Regions from separate parts of the Zea mays genome. Here region 1 is linked to region 2. A link is a contact called in public Hi-C data. All regions are on one chromosome and are shown on one strand. The core of a region is the stretch at or near the end of the contact, and the rest is flanking DNA. Distances in the headings are between cores, read along the strand shown.

Region 1 (5,569 bases), core at 1,902-4,401, 300 kb after region 2:
TATGCAAATATTCAAAAGCAAACATTATTATATGTATTATTTGGGTACGAACAGAAATGCAGAGGGAGAATCCAGTTGCCTTGCTCAAAAGTGTCTTGCGGGTGTTCCTCAAACGTATTTTGGTCTTCTACCACGAAATCAGCTTCTAATATAGATTCGTACATCGTACATACAAAAAAAACGTACACCAATAAATAAACATACACCATTACACAAATAATCGTACACAATACAAATCACACTTATAAAAGGAAGACGTCTAAAATAGAACTTGATTTGTAACTGTAATATAAGTCTACTCACATCGACGTCCATCTCATTTGCTATGACATAAAATACTAATTTTTGTTTCGAGAATTCACTAGTGAAAACTATATGACAAATTGACTATGAAAGTACGTATTATATAAATTCATTTATATTAATATAGATGTAGCGCTAAACCAAACTCTAGGGAGCTAGATTAATTAAATAATTAATTATTTTTATCGGAAAGCCCATGGGTTATTTTTTTTAACTTTTCATATACAAATCTACATCACGCCATAATAATATTTAAGAGACACATAATCTAAGGACCATTAGATAACTAATTTTAAACTACTATTTAAACTATGGTTGCCACGATCACTAGTTCAACTGTTTCAACACTTTCAGATGAATAGTCTAAATCTCTATTTATTACCACTAAGTATAAGTTTTATGGGTGAAAAAATTAAATATAAAACTAAACAATAATTTGAGAGCAAGATAATTAAATAATTGCCTTTCTACTAGTTTTAACCAAGAATAGTGAGTCTACTTTTTTTTATTTTCTTATTTAGAAAACTATTTCTAAGCACCTTTATCAAACGTTATTTAAAATACATAATGAAAAGCATTAAAATATCTACATTAAAATTATTAGCACATAATTATGAAGCTAACAAAACAATATTTAACTTATTTCTGTTTGAAATACCCGTTTTATTATGAACACACTACTATAGAGACACATATTTAATTATTCGTAGAATTGAAGGGGTAGAAAATAAGAATCTAGGACCCCTTCCTAAATGAAAAAATTGCTATTTTAGCCCTTCTAACGTGGGCTCTCTGCTATTATGTGACCCTCTGTCTATGACTTGTGTGACCATTTATGTTTATGATTTATGAGCTTGGTGGTAAAATAGAGAAGTCTAAACCTGAGAGTGACAAAATAGCAAATTCCCCCCTTCTAAATACATTTGTATTGCTGCAGAAAGTGTGGGCATAAATTACAAAAGACCAGTGGCCAAAAAATGAAAATTGGTCATCTTCTATCTCTAGTTCTTGCGTTCGCAGCAGCTCATCGACAAATGAAGGGAGGAGAGAAATTGCGTTGGGCTCGACGATGAGCAGGGGAGGGGCTGGCGAGTGTTCGGCGAGCAGGAGCAGGGGTCGACGCGGGCACAGCGTCAAGGTCACCGGCTGTCCTTGACGGCGAGCAGCTCTAGGCTCCGGCGACGAGCAAGGTTCCGGCGATGGCGACCAGAGGCTGCAACGACGAGTTTCATGGCGAGAGAGAAGAGAGCGCGTGGAGAGGTTGGGGCGGCCAAGCACTGGCTCCACGAGGCCTGAGCTCGTTATTTATAGAGAGGGGAAAGCAGAGGGAGCGCCAGGGAGAGAAATGGAGGTCGTTGCACCATTAACGTCAATAATGGTGCTGCCGTTACCAGAGAAGAGTGAGGGAGGGGAGAGGGAAAGACACGACGGTTTCCGGATGCGAGAGGGCGGGGGGCGAGGAGGCCAGGCCAAAGTCCACTTGGGGAGATGAGGTCGCGGTACTGCGTGGAGACGAAACGGTGCGGCGACGAGCATCCAACAGATAGGGCGGCTATAGATGACCAATAAGCACGAGGCCCGCGAGCCCGGCACGAAGCCCGCTGTTTGGGCCCGGTCCGAGCACGGCACGACCCGGTTCTATGTGGGTCCGGGCCGGCACGACACGAATAAGCGGGCCGGGCTCGGACAAGAAACTAGGTACGATGGGCTAGCCCGGCACGACCCGTTTACCTCTAAGCACGCTGAGCCCGTTTTTTTGCACTAAAACATGCTTTTCGGCCCGTTCGGTCCGCTTTTGGCCCGCTTTTTTCGTGCTAAACGGGCCGGCCCGGCCCGGCCCGTTTAGGCCCGCTACAGGCCGGGCTCGGACAAGGAATCGAGCTCGCAGACTTAGAAGACCCGACCCAGTTTTCTAACCGTGCCTAGCCCAAAACGAGCCGTGCTTCATCGGGGCCGGACCGGACGGCCCGGCTATGTTCCTATGTCCGTGAGAAATAAGGAAGAGGAGAAATGATAGGAACCTTACATGTGGAGCCCAAGTGCCATATAGACAAGATAGGGAGGGGCCATGTGTAAGACGAAGGATAGGAAAGAGTGGAGGGCACGGGATGGGCCAGGATTCGGCCAGGAGACCAGCCACCTCACGTTAGTTTTTTTCTTTTTTTTTCTTTTCGAAATTCTTTTTATTATTCATTATTTATAAATAAATATATTTTTTTAAATATCTCTAAAAGTTCACAATAATTATACCAACAATATTTATTATTAAAAATTTATTTTTAACCAAAGTTCTCATATTAATTAGTTGAGTTTTCGTATAAAAGAATTTTATAAAAACAATCATCAAACAATTATGAGCAATCAAATTTTTTTTCGAAAGTTAAATAAGATTAAACACTTGAAAGAAAAATTCTTTACCATAATTAACACTAATAATCTAAATACATTATTTTAGTTAATGGTTTTGAGATGTTACAGATGCTCTCGAAGCATTGAACAAATATTAAGCAGAAACAAAGACCTCGAGAGATAAAGCTGTCACTCTAAAGAGTTCGAAGAAGAGGATCTAAATAATAATTATATTTAAATAAATATCTCAATACGTATTTATATGGGACTTAAGGATGGTCAGCTGAGCGATGTGTGCCAAACGAGGAAGTGTAGCTGAATGTGGGTTAGAGTGTCTAATCTGTGTGAGTTGGAGTGGACCGTTGGGCCATAGTGGCGTGTGCGTTGTAATCAGGCGGGAGCCTTAATTGGGCTGGTCCAGTAAGCTGTAATCGAAGAGAATCGAGGATTATTATCGAATAACAGAACACCACTTACCTGGTATTCATGCGTCGACCATCACCGGCGACGGCGTATCTCCGTGCTCACGTCCCGGCGTCCCGAGCCGGCGGCCACGGGCCATAACAGACCCGGAGGACATCACCAGCGCGAGCGCCGCCAGCCCCAAGCACCGAGGCCGAGCCGCCCGAGCGCGGAGCGGCGGTACCACGCCACCCGCCCGCCGCCGCCCGTTGCGGAGGCTGTGCAGCACAGCCGTTGGGGTGCCGAGGCACCGATCAGGCTGCGCAACCGCCGAAGTCGGCCTCCGGGTGGCGCCAAGCTGCAGAGCAGCGCGCCAGCGCCCCTGTATCGGTGAGCCAGCTTTTGAAGTTTTGAGCTTTCCCAAATCTGAAATCTCATACCCTAGGGTTTGACAGTGAGCACTGGACTGTAAATTTGGGCTTATTGATTGTGTATATGCGAAATTGGTATGTGATTCATTATTATTGGTTAGGGATTTGTTCTTGTGCATGAAATCGGAGCATAGAATTGAATGAAATTTCTTGTCATAGAATCGAACATAATCGGATCAATTTGGTTAATTTATAGTCATGCATACCAATTTTTTATTTTACCATATTGCATATATTTTTTTTTACTAGGACTACCTTTTTCGGCGAGACCACCCTAGTAGAGGATGATATACACCGCGATTGACACGTTCTACCTGACGGAGGAGCAGCTGCGCAACTCACCATCACGGAAGGATGGGATCGACGAGGCCACTGAGACTGTGCTCCGCGTCTATGGCTGCGACCTCATCCAGGAGAGCGGCATCCTCCTCAGGCTGTATCCTCTTTCCTGCAGTTCCTCTCTCTAATCCAGCTTCCTATGTCCAAATCCTGTCATTAAGCCATTTAGGGGCTTCTCAAGTTTCCTAGGGTTTTGTTAATTAGTTTACGTCTGACGACTTACTATTAATCAAGTTCTCTCCAGTGTGATTTCTAGGTTACATGCTTTCTTTTTGTAGTAGTTCCATTGATTACGCTTAGGATTAGGGTATTTTGTTCAGCATGTGTGTGGGTTCTGCACTGTTATGGGTTTTCGAATTGTCTGGCTAACCTACTGTAGCAGATAAGTAACAGTAGGTTTCTTTCTTAATTAAGGATTAAGGAATTGTTGGTGGCACGTGGTAACTTGTGAGTTGTGACATGAAGAATTTTGCTGCCTTTGGGTTTCTTTCTCCAGAGGTTGTTTTAGTTGTAGAGTTACCTTCTGAAGTCATTATGATGTTGTTATGAACCAACTCTGCAATGTGCACTTTTTGTTGGGTGGAATGATAGGGAGATGGACAATTATCGATTATGTACATCTATTAGGTATGGTTTGTCTCATTATGAATGATATGCTGAAGCAAAAAAAAACTCTATCTGCATTATGGACAAATTGAGATTTATCACAATGATTGGCATACCAATTCTTCATGATATTCAATGTTTCAGTGTTATTGATAATTATTTTACTAACAAATAGATAATTCTTGTAAAAAATATCTATTTTGTGTATTCTTGACCAACAAAGACCACAAGCAGTGATGGCCACGGCACAAGTATTGTTCCATCGCTTTTACTGCAAAAAATCATTTGTTCGATTTAGTGCAAAGGTAAATATCTTTATCTGCAATTGAGCTATTCTTAGTCTTTTCTAAGTGGAACTAACAGTCCTTTTTATTTATGCTTGCAGAGAGTTGCTGCTAGTTGTGTTTGGCTGGCAGGGAAGTTGGAGGAGAGTCCCAGGAAATCAAAGCATATTATATTTGTCTTCCATAGAATGGAATGTAGGAGAGAGAACTTGCCAATTGAATTCTTAGATGTCTTTTCAAAGGTATATTTTTTTCAACACAACATAATTTCAGTTTCTTTCTTGTAAAACCTCTGCATACTATTTGCCTTGACTTTATACCATTAAGAAGTTAGAATCATTGCTACTGTTGGGTTTCTCATTTTCTGTTCGTGTATCTTAGTATATAGTTGGTAGAAGTATCTGATGGTATGTTGAACCAACTGTGTGACTCTAACATTTGCTACAGAAATATTCAGAACTGAGGCGTGACCTGATACGGACAGAACGACATCTGTTGAAGGAGATGGGGTTTATTTGCCATGTCGAGCACCCCCATAAGTTCATATCAAACTACCTTGCAACACTTGAAGCCCCTCCCGAGCTTACTCAAGAGGCATGGAACCTTGCCAATGATAGGTACTTCTGATTCCACATTATGAGAATATGAATTTTGTTGCAACTAAAATTGTTGTTGCAGTTATGGACTGTAATGTGATCTGCTTATTCTATATTTTTTGGGGCATGTAGGAAATAACATTTTTGCATGTTTCACTTTAAGTTGATTGTGATTTTGATACATGAGCTCGGTATGAATATTCTTGAGTTAAATGCAATGTTAGCTGCACCACAAGGGCAGGGATAGAAATGGATTACC
Region 2 (5,995 bases), core at 322-2,821:
ACATGCAAGTTGCTCGATCCCTGTGAGTGCTACGTACATGTTGTTACACTTTTATTTTTTTTATTATAGTGCTAATTAATCACAGCTACCCATCTGTCCTTGGTTTGACGGCTAATATAATATAACCATCGACGCATGCTAGTAGAGTACTAGATAGCACTACATGCAGGGTTTCCATGTGGTAGGGACGCTAGCCACAAAGGTTACCCATCTTTCTGCATGCGGAGTTGGGTTTCATATAACCTTTAAAAGCTGCAGCTAAGGCTACTCACAATGGGGATTTCATGTCTCTGTTTCCAAAAATGCCACATCAGATTTATGGATGAATGAAATACCCTCTCTCAATAGAGAGTTTCATCTCACTATTTCATATGTCAACATACTTCTTAAATGCTGCATATAAATAACCAATAGGATTTACTCAATTATATGAAGATCAAACAAAACACTCTCAATGGAGGTTTCACACAGTTTCCAAGATCTTGGAAACGAGTTAACATGGTTTCATCCCCATGAAACTCCATGAAACTCTTCCTTCTTAAATGATGTGACATGTCATCAAAATAGCTGATGTGGCAGGCTAATTAATACATGAAACACCCCATGAAACCTCCATTGTGAATAGCCTAATGGTGCGACTTTGTGGAAGATTGGTCGTTAGTTAGGCATATAGTACGTACTATACTAGAGTAGCTGGCATTGGGATGATGGGAACATTTAAGCAAAGTCTTGTGAGCTTCGTTCCAATGCTCCGGTTACCGATGCATGACTAGTTAATCTGCCGACAAGTACGTACGATGTCTACATGCATGGACGACAATGCATGCAGTGAACCCCCACGACACCACTCTGCGTGCCACCGGCCGTCTCAGCTCAGAACCGACCTACTACTAGCTTGGTAGAGTAGTCGTAATCTCTGCTAGGCCGGTTGCAGCAGTATTGAATGGTCATCAGCCTCGAGCTGAGCTGCTAGAATTAAACAACTTGCTGCTTTCTCGACTCTCATGCATGCATGCGCGCGCGCGTGTGACGACTGACGACGACGACTCTTGGACTGGAGCTTTTGTCGCGGATGCATGTTTGCTCTCGTTGAATCTTGATCGGTCCCCCGTGTATCGTGCACAACGCATGCATGCCGCAGCAGTACAGCTACATAGGTGTGTACTACTGATGATGAGATGCATGCATATATGGCCGGTGCAGATGGCAGTTCAGACGACATTGATAGCGCTACATATATATGTACTAAACCCTAGTCCCCTGGTATACTACTACAGTACAGGCCACTCCAGTTTCTCTGACGCAGACAATATTTGTATATTATTCACGTATTATTTACCAAACATTTTCTATTTTTCCCTTTTCTTATAAGAAAAATACCGGCCAGACGGCCAGTGCATGCTACAATGAAGCCAAAATCGGTCGGATGATGATAGATGAATCAATACCAACCATATGTACTCTAGTAGCACTATCTAGCTAGCTTCGCTAGGCCGGCCGTGCTGCACACAAACCAATTCAAAGTTGCAAACTGTTCATTAAATAAGTAAGCTGCCCCCTTTTATAAAGTAGTAGTAAACTATTATTAGCCTTTCTATTTATAGTGGCTGAGAGACGGGCGGACATTCTCGTACCACGTTCAAAACGGCAAGTCGATCGATCTGAAACCACAGATCGATCGACGACCAGCAGAAGACGACGTACGTGAAACCGCGAGACAGTGCGAGGACGACTGGGGTGTGGCGGTGCGATCCATCGACAAGGCCATGGGACAACGGCGCTTTGAGGACGAACGCGCAGCTCTGGCGACTGTGGCAAGCTTGCTGCTCATCCTAACGACAGCCCAAGGTATACGTATGTACGTGTGTTATTAATTCATGCACGCACATATGCAGCTTTGCATACATACATATAGTCGTGGCTAATTAACTGGGCTAATGTGAACCTTACCAGCTGCTGCTGCTGCTGCTTCTGGACGCCATCTGTCTTTGCCCACGCAGAAGGCGGCGGCGGCGCGCATGAACGACACCAGTAGTAGTGACATGCAGGTCATCACACCCGCGCCGCTCGCTATCTCGACGGCGGCTCGAATGGGGCCGGACGGGTGCTCCGGGGAGGACGTGGCGGTGTACCAGAGCAGCGCCAACCCTCTGCCCAGCGGCATCCCGGCCTACACCGTGCGCATCATCAACGTCTGCAGCGGGGGGTGCACCGTCTACGACGTCCACGTCTCCTGCGGCGACTTCGCGTCCACGGAGCTGGTCGACCCGGCCAAGTTCCAGCGCGTCGGCTTCAACGACTGCGTCGTCAAGGGCGGTGGCGCGCTCGAGCCCAGCGAGACCGTCTCCTTCCAGTACTCCAACTCCTTCTCGTACCACCTCAGCGTTGCGTCCGTCGCTTGCCGTTAGATAACTGCTGGTGAGCCAGTGCCGTTAAATAACTGAAGCCGTCGGCCCGTGATGATATATATATAACACCTGGAGTAGCTAGCTAGTTCCACGTACGTGTTGGTGTTGTGTTGAGTAGTCTACGTATGTGTACTTCGATCTGCATTGTGTTTGTGTGTGTCTAACTATTTCTACGGTCGTTGTTGTCGCTACACGTTTTTACGTCTAATACTATATTCTGGTGAATAAATTGAAGTTATTACTCGGTCAAGTTTAATCTGCCTGCCTGCATGGCAGCCAGCCAGGGCAGAGCACGTCCCATGCCGGTTCTACATGCTGATGATGAGCAGCTATCTCCTACGTATATCTTACAACTCTGAATTGAATTGCTTCATCGAGCCGACCTAAAAGTTGGCCTACTTAACTGGCCTTGATGGTTTCCATTTTTAGGCCCGGGTGGACCCAAAATAAAGCACGCGCTATAAGTTTTCTGTTCTGCATTAGTTGCCCACTCTCGGATTTAAGTATACATCTCGTATGTATAATATGATCAACTTTCACGTATACGACGACTCAGTGTATATAAACTAATATCATAATCTTTATTACCACTACACGACGGTTGAGTTTTAGCGACCCTTATTAGTACTAAGTGTTAGTCGCTAAAAGTTATAGACTGATAGTTGGTCGCTAAATACTTTTGTAGCCACGGTCTGTTGATCGCTAAAAGTCTAGAAATTTAACAACTTATGGTGGGTCGCTATAGAGGCTATTAGAGATTAATGGTGAGTCGCTATAGAGCAAGGTCGTTTTAGCGACCAACCGTAGATCGCTGAAGGCGCTTTTAGCAACCAATTGTAGGTCGCTGTAAGTGAACCATCGTGTACATAACAAAATGTCGAAGGTCCCCGAAACATTGTGCTAACAATTAAATATGTTCTTAGGATTATCAACAGATAGAGGACACAACCTTCGTCTCAACCAGAATGTAAAGAATGTGACGAAGCTAAGAAGCTTCAACAAATAGCTCTTATTTTCGGTGGCCTGGGTATGGCCGCCGAAAATAATAGCTTATTTTTGGCTTTTATTGCGTCCAGAAAACACCGAAAATAACCCTTATGCCACCGAAAATAGTTTATTTTTGGCGGTTCTTAACTGTCGAAAATGGCTTTCGTTACTATAGTGAATCTTGAGCCTTGGTGGACTGGCTGATTAACGGGATGAAAAGGAGAAGAGGCTTTGTCTCCAAAGCGGTGGCACATGAAGCAGAAGGGGGCGAGAAGATTCTAGAAGACTGATTGGCACAATGTTGAGAGAGGAAAAGTCCACCTTAATCTTGCGAGATTTGTAGCTCATATGTATAGAACTTATGGGTATGTTTATAAATTCATACAAAGCTGTATCTCGACACTATAAATAGGAGCACAATATGATACTTTAGGGGACTCAGGCTGTTTTCTGAGTACCTCTCCGTAAGGACCTGTTCGTTGAGAGACCACCCGGGATAACAGTACAACCACGAGGGTGGAATGGGACACCCTTAGCTGATTAATTAGAGGAACTTGAGGTGTAGTCGGCTTTGCCGTAGGGCCGTCAATGGGGTCCGGGCACAGTACTTGCTTTGCCAAGGCTAGTTGCCGATGTTCTTTCGATTTGATTTTGTTAGTCACCCTTCCTGCGGGGAGAAGTACTGTGTTTATCAAACTAGAGAAACCTAATGGGTGACTATGACCTCTGGGAAATCTTTGTAAAGGCTACGCAGTGAATCCCTGGCCATTCACCTCGGTAGTGAAGATTGGATCTGGACAACCCAGGCTAGGAAGGTATCTCACGACTCGTAGGTAAAGTGTGCAACCTCTACAGAGTGTTAGAAACTGGTATATCAGTCGTGCTCACGGTTAAGTGCAGCCTTGGGATCCTCTTTGATTAGAATAACTCTGGATACTTTTATGATGTTGATTAATGGTGATGATTATAACTATGGTTTCTAGTATTTCCTCTTGGAGGGAGTACTCTTGGGCAATAAATTGGGTTTATTACTAAAACTTGGCTTTCTACTAGTAATAAATACCTGACCAACTAAAAACAACTGTTTTAACCTTAACTCCACATACAACTAGTCCACTTTAGCAAAACGGAACATTTACTAAGTACGTTGATGTGTACTCACCCTTGCTTTAAAAACCCCCAAACCCTAGGTTGTCCCTATTGCAATCAATGCTCAGGAGGAGATGAAGGCAACATGTAGGACTTTGAGGAGTTTCAGGACTACGATGAGTTCTAGTTGTGTTTAGTGGTAAAGCCCCAGTCAGCTGCCTGTGAAGGCCTTATCTTCTACGTTTCGTATCCGCACTTTGATTATGTTAATGAATATGTTAAGTTAATGACTCTGTTGATGTCTTGGACATCTTGATGTAATAAAGTACTATTTCCGCTATTATTTTGAGAAATGTGTGATGATGTCCAACTATGTAATCGCTGTGTACGTGAGTTTCTAATCCTGGCACGTAAATGGTTCGCATTCAGTTTGCTTCCAAAACTGGGTGTGACTATAGATGTCCAATAAGCACGAGGCCCACGAGCCCGGCACGAAGCCCGCTATTTGGGCCCGGTCCGAGCCCGGCACGACCCGGTTATATGCGGGCCCGGGCCGGCCCGGCACGAATAAGCGGGCCGGGCTCGGACAGAAAATTAGGCACGGTGGGCTAGCCCGGCACGGCCCGTTTAGCTCTAAGCCCGTTAAGCCCGCTTTTTTTACACTAAAACATGCTTTTCGGCCCGCATAGCCCGCTTTCGGCCCGCTTTTTTCTTGCTAAACGGGCCGGCCCGGCCCGTTTAGGCCCGTTGCGGGCCGGGCTCGGACAAGAAATTGAGCCCGCGTGCTTAGCCGGCCCGGCCCGGTTTTCTAATCGTGCCTGGCGAGCCGGGCCCAAAACGGGCCGGGCTTTACCGGGCCCGGGCCGGGCGGCCCGTTTGGACATCTCTAGGTGTGACATCTGCCGTCGCTGCGGGCTCAATCACCCGCCACCTGTGAAGCCTTTGTGTCCATCCAGGGTGCACTATGAGAAGTTCGAGAAGGTCATCATTATCACGCTGAGGGTGATTATCGACGAGAGTCCGTGGAATTCGTCGCCAGAGTACCACCTCTGCAGCAGATCCGTCGTCCTCCGTGGTGCAACCTCGTTGCCGCCTTATCGTCGGTATGTTACCGCTACCGACATGCACCATGCCCCCTACTATGTGTAGCAAGGGTTAGTTCGGAGTTTCATGCACCTGGGTAGCCAGCTGGCTGACCAACGACGATGCACCACCGTGGCCCACTAGTGGCGCTGCCGTGCCCTGCATCGGGGTAGGGCAATTGGGTCCCAACCGTTGGATCGGGGACTGACGTCTATGATCAGACGCGGAGGATACCCCTTCAGGGTTGATCGTGGGACGTTGGATGCGATCTGACGGACCAGAACCCATCGCACCTCTTTAAAACCACCGCCATCGAATCATGATCCATGGGGCACGGTTGGGTACCGGTTCGTGTAAATCAGGATCTAATCTAGCCCTTTGATGCCGGATCGTGTGGCCCTAGTTGACGGATACCCCTTCGAACGTGA

The links. A called contact is a pair of places that touch in the nucleus more often than the background predicts.
Region 1: a contact with region 2 is called in a Hi-C map of leaf, with 6 times the contacts expected there. The contact joins the promoter of LOC100382239 here to the promoter of LOC100286355 in region 2. A contact is called at or near these places in 9 of 25 Hi-C or Micro-C datasets (bundle sheath, ear, endosperm and 2 more).

What each region holds. Positions count from the first base shown.
Region 1 is chr1:249,472,875-249,478,443 of Zm-B73-REFERENCE-NAM-5.0, forward strand. It overlaps LOC100382239, which reads left to right and starts at 3,152. Exons shown (of 9, transcript NM_001174993.1): 1 at 3,152-3,444; 2 at 3,735-3,921; 3 at 4,654-4,735; 4 at 4,816-4,956; 5 at 5,162-5,331. The coding sequence starts at 3,770.
Region 2 is chr1:249,174,883-249,180,877 of Zm-B73-REFERENCE-NAM-5.0, forward strand. LOC100286355 (TPD1) reads left to right here and starts at 1,572. Exons shown (of 2, transcript NM_001159242.2): 1 at 1,572-1,848; 2 at 1,954-2,474. The coding sequence starts at 1,767. The coding sequence ends at 2,408.